Regions from separate parts of the Sus scrofa genome. Here region 2 is linked to region 1. A link is a contact called in public Hi-C data. All regions are on one chromosome and are shown on one strand. The core of a region is the stretch at or near the end of the contact, and the rest is flanking DNA. Distances in the headings are between cores, read along the strand shown.

Region 1 (5,297 bases), core at 45-2,544:
CGCTGCATGGACATCCTGCCCCCCGACCGCTGCCTGCCCTTCCTCATCACCATCGATGGCGAGAGCAGCAACTACATCAACGCCGCTCTCATGGATGTGAGATGAGGGATGGGGTGGGGGGATGGGAGGATATCCCTACAGGGGCCTGCACCTGCCTCCTCTCTTGGGACTTCTCTGCCCTGTTTTTGTTGTTGTTGTTGTTGTTGTTGTTTTAAAGACATAAACTGTATGTTCAACAACATGCATTTCTGATTCCGAATCTGTTTTTGGGTCGGGCTCATAGTCTTGGTCTCCCTGAGACCCTGAGTCCAGGAAGAGTGATAAATGAGGCAGGTCCCAGGTGCTCTCCGAGCACGGAAATTTTTAACCTGCTGGCCGGAGAGCAAGAGACAGCTATTAAGTCAGGAAGGCAGTGAAGTGGGATAATATGGTTTGCAGCATTATTTGAGTTCCCATTTCTCCTAATTTAGGCAGTAATTAACATGGGGGGAAAATCGCCCATCGGCACAGAGAGAACACAACTCATTACTCCCTGTCAGTCTCTTTGCTTCTGACTGAATGAACATTTGCTAGTCAATTGATGGGGAAAGTGAATGGGTCTTTTCAGTGCTAATATGGAAATTTGAATTCTATTAGTGTGATATCAGTGAAAAGGTATTTAAACTTGTTTGAAGCTCTGCAGAGCTGTAAAAAGCATGGGTGTCCTTTTATGGCAGGAAGAAATAACAGCATCTCACAAGTAAACAACAAGCAAACAGATTTTAGGAAAAAACAGAACTATTTATGCATATTTTTAAAGTTAAATTTTCTCCATTAAAATAGTTATGTATAGGGCCAATATTGCCTTTCTGCCAAAAACACACAACAACAAAAAAAATTATAAGGGATACTTATTGTTTTCTTGGTATCAAAGTAGGAGAATTTTATCACTGTTATTCTGTAGATGAGTCTATATTTAGTCTGTTTTGGCATCGACAATGGTGATAGAATTCAACAATTGTTAAATATGTTCACTGTTTTATGTCACAAGCTCCCATGTGTACAAAATAAGTTAGCTTCCTCCTGTCACATTTTCCCGAGTATATTTGGATCTCTCTTGTTTGTGTTTGCAGAGCTATAAACAGCCCTCGGCTTTCATAGTCAGCCAGCATCCTTTGCCAAACACAGTGAAAGACTTCTGGAGACTGGTCCTGGATTATCACTGCACTTCTGTGGTTATGCTAAATGACGTGGATCCCGCCCAGGTGAGACTCGGGAGTCACAGCCATCAGAGCCCGTGCCCAGGGTCAAGTCTGTGTTTGCTTTGTTGGCACATTGAGAAGTGCTATCCCCTGGTAGAAGGTCACCAGCGCCAGGCAAGGACTGAACCAGAGATGCTGAAAAATCCAGATGGAGTTAAGAGATGGGGCAGAAGATAGTCTGAGACCAAAAAGGCAGCCTGAAGTGATAGATGGTGGGAGTGACAGGGCAAGACGGAGTCAGAAGATAGGCTGTTCCTGAAGGTTGGTAATCCTGACTCAGGGGCAATAGGAGGTGCGGAGAGAGTCAGAGTGAACAGGGGCCCAAGCTTCTCAGAGCCGAGAGTAGAGCAAGCCAACCAGGGACCCTGAGGAAAGGCCGCCAGCCTCCAACAACCTGGGGTCCCTCCGAGAGCCTCTGCACACTCCTGGCCCAGCCCACCTGGAGTCCACAGGCGGCAGTGGCCATGGTGGGATGACAGGGGAGACCAACAGGTGTATCTAAGGGACAGCAATTACTTTAATCAACTCTTTGGTAAAGATATGAAAAGGAAATAAAAGTGTAATTTGAAGATATGAAAAGCTCAGAGGGAATTCCCATTGTGGCTCCACGGGTTAAGGATCCGACTAGTATCCATGAGGATGCACATTCAATCCCTGATCTCGATAAGTGGGTTAAGGATCCGGCATTGCTGTGAGCTGTGGTCTAGGTCGCAGTTGTGACTCAGATCTGGTGTTGCTGTGGCTGTGGCGTAGGCTGGCAGCTGCAGCTCCAATTTGAGCCCTAGTCTGGGAATGTCCATATGCTACAGGTGCAGCCCTAAAAAGACAAAAAAAAAGAAAAGCTCAGAATTATAAATGGGGCTGTTGCATAGCTCCTCTTAAACATAGAAAGAGAAAATTGGGCAGTGGTGACTCAATCTTAGTAATGGGGTTAGAAGCGTTTCTTAAAGGGATTTGTCAGGCCAGCGTTGGCACCCAGGTCCTGGGAGCTGGATTCATTGCTTGAGGGCAGGGCTGTTCCAGTTCTGGCCTGACCAGCCGTGATAGAGGGCCTCTGGGAAGTTTGAACTTGACATGTTGTAGGAGTAAACTTGTTCTGGAACTGAGTTAATTTTCTGTCTCATTGACACAATTTTTTTCTTTGAAAGAAATTCTTTAGCCAAAAAAAAAAAAAAGAAAGAAAAGAAAGTCTGAAGTATTGCAGCACCCAAACTGGTCAAGATTTTTCCTTCCTAAAATCCATTTTCTTGTCATCAGTTTGCCCTAAATCCCACAGACGTTCAATTCTCTAATGTTTTTAATTATGTTTGAGGCACTGCATTATATTGTTACGGCTCCAGCCTGAAAGCCAGTTAATGAAATAATAATGATAATCCTGCCTTCATCTAGTCCTTATTATTTAAGAAGCTTAAATATTTTAGCGGTCTTCCCCGTTGATCCTTTTCCGAGGACAGATTGCAACCATTTATAAAGACAAGCAGACAGCACCGCTCAGGGAACACACCTAGAAATAGGATGGAGGACGCTGATTTTTCTAACTCATGATGCCATGGGTTAAGTTTCCCTGATTCAAGGTTCCGTAGTCATAGATAGTCAGAAGATAAACGACCATGCCCTCTTAAGCGTCATCGTTTTCCCCTAACATGAATCCTGAAACGTAGGAGATGCTGTTGTCTTCACTTTGGTGAACCAGCCATCGGTGATTTTCGAGTGTTCTTTTTGAACGAGAGTGTTTGGGTTCGAAAGCTGTGTTCTAACCCCTCACTGTCTGGACCCACACCAAGCCCTGGCTGACTGGCAGCCAGAGATACAGAGAGGCCCCGTTCCATGAGGCAGAAGCGCTGGTGCTCAGAGCCGGAGAAAAGGGGCTCCCGGGATCCAGCCTTTTAGAGAACGCTAAATGGAGCGTTTGAACTGAAAGGCTTTGCAATTGCACAAGAATAGCACTCCACCACTTTAAGTATTTATAGGTCCCCTTCATGGACGTGTTGTGCACTATTTAAGCCATTTTCCACACGGTTTCCTTGGGCAGAGTGCAGAATGCGTATGCCGGGAGCCAGGCACCGGCCCGGGGCTTTCATATTTCTCTGCTGTAAGTGACAAGCTTTAGATCAGGGCCTGAACTCAAAGAGCAGACAGCACAGCTAGCTCGGCCGAGAGAAAATGGGCGGAATGGTTCAAAAGTGCGTGTTCCAGCTTTTATTACTATCTCAGCTTCCCCTTATGATGCTTATTAATTTTAACAGTGGGTACCCTTGGGTATCAAAAGAAAATAAACATCAGCAGGCTGTCTTTTGCCAAGGCAGTTTGATAATTTATCACCAGGAAGCACTGGTGAGGAAGGAAACATTTCATGGAAACATTATTTTAAAATAAAGAAATGTCAATTTCTAAAATGCCGAAGTCTTGGCATTCCCTTGCAGCACAGTGGGTTAAGGACCCAGCATTGTCACTGCAGCCGCTCAAGTCACTGCTGTGGTGCAGGTTTGATCCCTGGCCCAGGAACTTCCACATGCCACAGGGAGGCCAAAAAAAATAAATTATTTAATTTAAAATCATACCATAGACCTTGCTAATGTAAAAAAAGACCCTTAGTCATCCATCCTGCTTTCATTCTTGATCTGAAATCCAAAGCTTGAGCTTCTACGTAACACAGGGAAGGAGATGACTCTGAAAACTATCTTGCGATCTCAGCTGTAAGTCAACCTTTGTGATCTTTGACGATGAGATTTTTAGATTCTTGGAAAATAAAAGTCATCAGGAAAAGGAGATGTGGGCAGCAGGTTCTCCGTCTGAGGTACATGGTTCTGCTTCGAATGAGGTGACACGTTTCTCACCTCTTCTTGGCTCAAAAGAAACAGATTAGAAAACAGTGAAGTAGTTCCCTCTTGCCCCCCGCCCCCAGCCATTTGTCCCTCAGGTAAATCAGAAAGAAACGAGTTCTATGTGGGAAAAGAATCTGAAAAAGAATGGATCGTGTACATGTATAACTGAATCACTTTGCTGTAGAGCAGAAATTATCACCTTGTTTAAATCAATTATACTTCAAACTTTAAAAAATGAAAAACATAAAAATTTAAAAATTTAAATAAAACCAAAAGCCATAAAATAGAAGATACACCAAAAAGAACGGCATAGTATGAAATTTGGAGATAGATCTGAGTTCTCAATTTTATATTTCTTGAATTCAAATTATTATTTTATACCATTAAATCTTAAAATAAAATATATTAGTCATTGTTAATTTCTTCTCTCCCAGGACAAATTAATATACACAGTGTTAATATATATACTGAATCATAAGTATAAGATGAGGAATTTTTAAAAAGAAAAAAGTTAAACACTGCTGCCCCAAAACATGACTGCACACCAGGTCCCCAAAGAAGTTGAATTTCAGACTTTAAATGCCCTAAGTTGGGTCTTGGAGTTTTGGGAAAGGTCTGTGAGAACAGATCAGGGGTTTTTCTCACCTGTCAGTGTTTCCGTGGGGCAGCAGCAAACGAAAGCCCCCTCCCACCAACCCCACCCCCACCCCTGACACCCACATCACGTGCCTCAGATTCCTGCAAAAGTCCTTAGTTTCCCAGTATCACCAACCCCTGGAGTTTGAGATTCCAGGTAAAACAGCAAAACAGTTGTTCTCATGACAGCAGGTTTTCTAGATCTGTGCCGGAAGGGTTGTGACCAGAGCGTGAAAATGCAATCCCACACTGTTACCAGGATCTTGTCACAAAGTAGCCGGGTCCTCAAAAATGATTGCAAACTGCAAGGTGACCCAGACAGGGAAGACGGAGATTCGGGCATCACCAGGTCCATCTCAAGAGTCTCAGCTCTTGTGCTGGCTGCTTGTGGCATCTCCCCAGGGCATGAGAAGAGTTTCCTCTAGCGGCTGTGTGTTCAACAGCACCCACCTACCCTCCTTGGGAAGCCAAATGGCTCAGGTTTTAAAGATGCTTTGGAGAAAATGGAGGAAAAGGGACTAAAAGGACAGGTGAATTTCAGGACTCCGCTGGAAAGAAAAGAGGGAAGGCAAAGAAAATAAAGTGAATCAAGGGT
Region 2 (5,020 bases), core at 1,324-3,823, 340 kb before region 1:
AGTAACAGAATTCTCATTTCTTATGAGAGCCTTGCCCAGTTCACACTTTTAGGCCAAAATCATTATTGATTTTTCAGTACTTGGGTGCTGAGCCTGAGTTTAGTAAAGACATAACATCCTCTATAATTGGGCTGAAAGAAGACCCCTAGGGCTAAATATTTGCATTTATAGGCATTAGTCTAAAGTGGGATCTGAGACCTACCTTTTTAGACCAAGTTTGATAGAAACATACAGTGAACCTTACAAAGGCTGCCTCATCCATTGAACCCATAGGGAAGGAGAGTTCTGGATGGCAGTGTCCTTCATGGTCCCGATCCGTCCCCAACCATGCAGGGAGGTGGCAGGATTGTGGGCCTTCATAGTGGCTCACATCTCTTCCCACTTTTCCAAACACGTGGTCACCATCCCCCTGGGGCAGCAGTCTCTCAAACAACCTCAAGTGGGACCACAGCACAGGATCCAGAACACAGGAAGACAACCAGGTACCCAGGAGTGAGATACCATTTCCAAAATGTTTAGTGAAGAATGATGGTTTAGAGCAAATGGAAAATCCATGACCTGGAGGTGGAAGAGAGAGCAAGGGACGCTTGGAACAAGAGCCAATAAAGTGCTTGATTCAGCACGAGTCTGAGATCATTGTGGCAGCAGCTCTCCTTGGAGGGTGGTGCAGAAATGAATCATCAAACAACCTAAATGTCCATCGCCAGCAGAATGGATACAGAAGATGTGGTACAGATACACAATGGAATACTAATCAGCCATAAAGAAGAATGAAATAAGGCCATGTGCAGCATGGAGGGAACTAGAGACTGTCATGTTAAGTAAGTCAGAGAAAGACGAATATCATCTGATATCACCTATATGTGGAATCTGAAATATGGCACAAATGAATCTATCTACAAAACAGAAACAGACTCACAGACATGGAGAGCAGACTTCTGGTTGCAAGGCAGGGGGAGGGAGCGGGATGCCCCTGGAGTTCGGGATTAATAGATGCAAACTATTACATTTAGAATGGATAAACAACAAGGTCTGACTGTGTAGCACAGGAAACTATATCTAATCTCCTGGGATAGACAGTGATGGAAGATAAGATAAGAATACATGTATGTATATATGTATAACTGAATCACTGTGCTTACAGAAGAAACTAACAAAACATTGTAAATCAACTATACTTTAACTAAAAAAAGATACGTGGAGTTCCCGTCGTGGCTCAGTGGTTACCGAAACCGACTAGGATGCATGAAGTTGCAGGTTCGATCCCTGGCCTCGCTCAGCAGGTTAAGGATCCAGCATTGCCGTGAGCTGCAATGTAGGTCGCAGACGCGGCTTGGATCCTGCATTGCTGTGGCTCTGGCATAGGCCAGTGGCTAAGCTCCAATTAGACCCCTAGCCTGGGAACCTCCATATGCTGTGCGTGCAGCCCTAGAAAAGACCAAAAAAAAAAAAAAAAAAAAAACATACGTGCAAAGGAAAATATAGATTTGCTGTTCAAAAACACTAACTGTGCCAAGCAGGACTGGCCCTTCACATTCCTGTGGGGCCTCCCAGAAACTCTAGGACAGAGCTCTGCTGGTGCTTTTGCTGCCAAAACTACTGGGAGAATTCCTGCACCTCCCAGTGTTGAATAGCACAAATCTTTGGCCAAAAACCGTGAAAATTTGGGGGAGGGGGTGTGTCTGGCCTGAACGGTTTACTGGAAGTTCGACAGAAATGCACAAAAGCTGTTAAGAGAGGGAACTGCCACGCAGGCAGGAGGTTTTCTAGCCGTTGAGACTGCACGCGAGGGGTGGTTTTGATTCTCCCCCGCACACATCGACTTTGTGACTTCTGAGTGCTGTCCTCAGGTATCTGCCCATCTCAGGAATAATTACTAGACGATTTCAAGAGGCCCGTGGTCCGATGTGCACTGCCCCGGAGCCTCCCATCCCATTCTCTGCCCTGACCCCTTCTCGCGGAAAGCCAGCAGTGGCCCTGTGGACTGCCTTTCGCCACTGAACTCCAGCAGCAAATTGGCCTGCTGAGGCTGACCCTTGTCAGGGAGTCTGTCAGGCATTTGGAAAAGCTGCAGGCACAAGGCTTGCAGACTGGCCTTACCACACAAGTCATATTCTGCCAATGTTAACACGTATATTTATGGCTCTCCTGCACTGAAGTTCACTGTCAGCACCTGCTGTGCATGAAAATGGATGTTTTCTTTGGTTTCCTCGAGCAGTTCTGCCTCAGCTAAGGCCGTCCAGGCTCAGAATTTTAAAAGAGCTGCTGTTAAATGCTGAGAACTGCTCCCGAGGACTGTGGCATCAGTGTACCACGTGGGGTGAGATAATAGGACAATTGCAGGTGATGTGTCCATGCCCATTCGCACTCTGTGTAGATTTATGAAGCCCAACCTGGAGGCAGAAGCAAGGCGTAGACATTTAGGTGGCTGGATGCTGACGATATGTATGTACAGGGCTTCCTTCCTTTTTTCTCATGTGAACTTGGTTTCTGAAAACCTTGATCTCACTGAAAAGCCAGCACTCAGAAGAGAATGAATATCCTGCTCTCGGGGTGACCCCTGCAGGTGGGGGCAGGGAAGTCTTACCAGCTATGATTTGATCTAAACTTACCCCAGCTCCTTGGCACCACCCCGAACCATCCACCTAATTGGTGGATTAGGTAGCAGTCAGAGCCAGGGGCAAAGAGTATGCCAAGTCATGAGATGCCCGAAGTGGGGTGAAAGTGCTGGTGGGAGAGACCTGAGAGGTCGGGAGAAGCTGTGTGTCCTTGTTCTCAGCTCTTGTGAAGCCAGGTCCTTATGCTCAGCAGTCACAGGTTCTCAAAGGTGGTCTCTTGACCAGCGGCTTCAGCATCCTGGGAGAACTTGCTAGAAATTGCAGATCGCCAGCCCCTGGCTCGGACACATAGAATCAGGCCCACCCATCTTGTAACAGATCCTTAAGCTGAATCTGACATGTCCCAAAGCTTGAGAGGCAGTAAAGCACCATCACCCACAGAGGGAAGGTGAGACTGAGTCACCTCCTGTTGCCCCATGACACAGGCCTCGGGCTGAGATGCAGACTGAGAAATGCTGACACGTCCCTCCTCACAAACTTGACAAGCAACTGGGATGCCAGCGATGGGTTTGGGGAGAAGTTATCCTTTAATTCCAAAGCCAGAGTGCTTCTTGCTTTGCCCTGACTGAGAAGGAGAGGCACGGCGGGCCCTCCACCTCAAGTGGGGACAGCAGACCCAATCAATGTTCCAGGCTACAGAGTGGGTGAAGCAGGCTCCTAGGCTCACACCGGACCTTCTGGAACCTTCTCCAGCCCGAGGGCTGTCTCGAAGACCACAGAGGCCAAGCAAAATCTTGACTTCTGCAAAACCGTCATAACTGAGCCCAAAGCCCAAAAGTAAAGATGTGGAGTTAAGTCAACTATGGACGTTAAAGATCTAGGGAGATTGTGTATTTCCTTGCCTCTGTATCATGGTATTATTCAATGGCTTCATTTAATACACACTCAAGGGCCTCCTGCGGGCAAGGTGGCCTTCTGTGACCTGCCTCCTAGCCTTCTGCCTGTGACCACTCTGTCTGTGGAAACCTTGGGAAGAAGGAAGAGAAATACTCACTTTCCTTTTCTGCTCAGTGGGGATACCAAGTTCAGTCTCTCATTTCCTGCCAGAAGCTCCAAGAATGCAGTAATAGTTCTGGCAAGCAGGAGCTGAATGAATTCCTAGGAAAACACTTACTCTAAACCTGCTGATGGCCAGTTACTGCCTATACCATATGGAAGCTTCATAGCCCTCCAAAGAAACAAATTCTGTCTTAAAGGACTGAGCTGTGAACCTCTATGGGCTCCACGCAGCCCAGAGAGAAAGGGCCAAGAGTGTCAGCTGTGCACTATCTCTCATCCAAATCACTTTCTCTGATTTTAGGCTAAAAGTGATTCGAGCTCTAAATCAAAAGCAGCCACTCACCTAGGAATTGCTGGCATTTGGCAGTTCCTGAGTTTTTCCTGGTTTTAGATAACTCTGTGTGTGCGCATGCCTATCTATCTGTCTCTGGTGCTAGTAGTGTCTATCCTTTTTTCTTTTCTTTTCTTTTTCTTTTTTCCTGGTCTTTTCTCTATTTAGAGCTGCACCCAAGGCATATGGAGGTTCCCAGGCTAGGGATCGAGTCGGAGCTCTAGCTGCTGGCCTATGCCACAGCCACAGCAACAGCAACAGCAACTTGGGATCTGAGCCACATTTGTGACCTACATCACAGCTCACAGCAATGCCACTGTGGGATCTTTAACCCTCTGAGCGAGGCTAGGGATTGAACTCATGTCCTCATGGAGACTAGTCAGGTTCGTTAGTCACTGAGCCATGATGGGCACTCCAGTAGTGTCTATCTTGAAGGGAGTTGGGTAGAAAAATTGCTCAATTGTTCCTACTGATAACACTTGCCATGGGTTAGCATATTTTGACTGGCTGTTTGCCTGCCTGACTGATGGGCTTCCAACAAAATAAAGAAGATGTTCTGATACACTTGGACATGAGGGATGCAGAGGTAGGGTGGGCACGGCCTGTGTTAGTCTGCGAAGCAGCCCCCACTTCAGAAGGCGGCTGACCTGTGGCAGAGGAGGAAGTCATGGGAGGAGAAGCCTGTACACCAGGGGAGGGAGAGAGGTTTCTTTAGCCATTGCCCACAATTGCACAAAGCTGGAAGGAACGAAGGGCAAGGTCGAGTCTCGTGGTTGTTAAGTCCGAAGAAACACAGAGTCATATAAAGAAAATCAAGCCCCACCCTACTTTTCCAGAAAATATCAATTCCCTTTTTTGTTATTTACTTTGGGGTTTGTCCATAACTCTTTTCCCTCAGTGGGCTCCCCTGCCCCTTGCATGTGGGGGAGGAAGCTTTTTTCAGTGTATGTGGGGATCTCTGTAAACGCCAGCTGTCTGGTGAGGTAAAGGATGGGCATACACTCTATTGTGTTCTCCAGGAGCATGTTTGCAATGCGTAGAGCTGAGTGTGAAATTTATTTCAGAGCTTGTT

The links. A called contact is a pair of places that touch in the nucleus more often than the background predicts.
Region 2: a Hi-C map of fetal heart ventricle shows a contact between it and region 1, with 4 times the contacts expected there. The contact joins two enhancer-like sites. A contact is called at or near these places in 6 of 47 Hi-C or Micro-C datasets (embryonic fibroblasts, epiblast stem cells, fetal heart ventricle and 3 more).

What each region holds. Positions count from the first base shown.
Region 1 is chr6:99,370,233-99,375,529 of Sscrofa11.1, reverse strand. It overlaps PTPRM (receptor-type tyrosine-protein phosphatase mu), which reads left to right. Exons shown (of 36, transcript XM_021097712.1): 31 at 1-96; 32 at 1,113-1,244. Among named protein-coding and RNA genes, the nearest start is that of RAB12, 130 kb to the right of the region's middle. Within about 2 kb of position 1,294, at least 3 of the 83 cell types and tissues checked have an H3K27ac peak or open chromatin away from gene starts, as enhancers often do.
Region 2 is chr6:99,708,809-99,713,828 of Sscrofa11.1, reverse strand. All of the region lies in intron 7 of PTPRM (receptor-type tyrosine-protein phosphatase mu), which reads left to right. Among named protein-coding and RNA genes, the nearest start is that of PTPRM, 380 kb to the left of the region's middle. Within about 2 kb of position 2,573, at least 2 of the 83 cell types and tissues checked have an H3K27ac peak or open chromatin away from gene starts, as enhancers often do.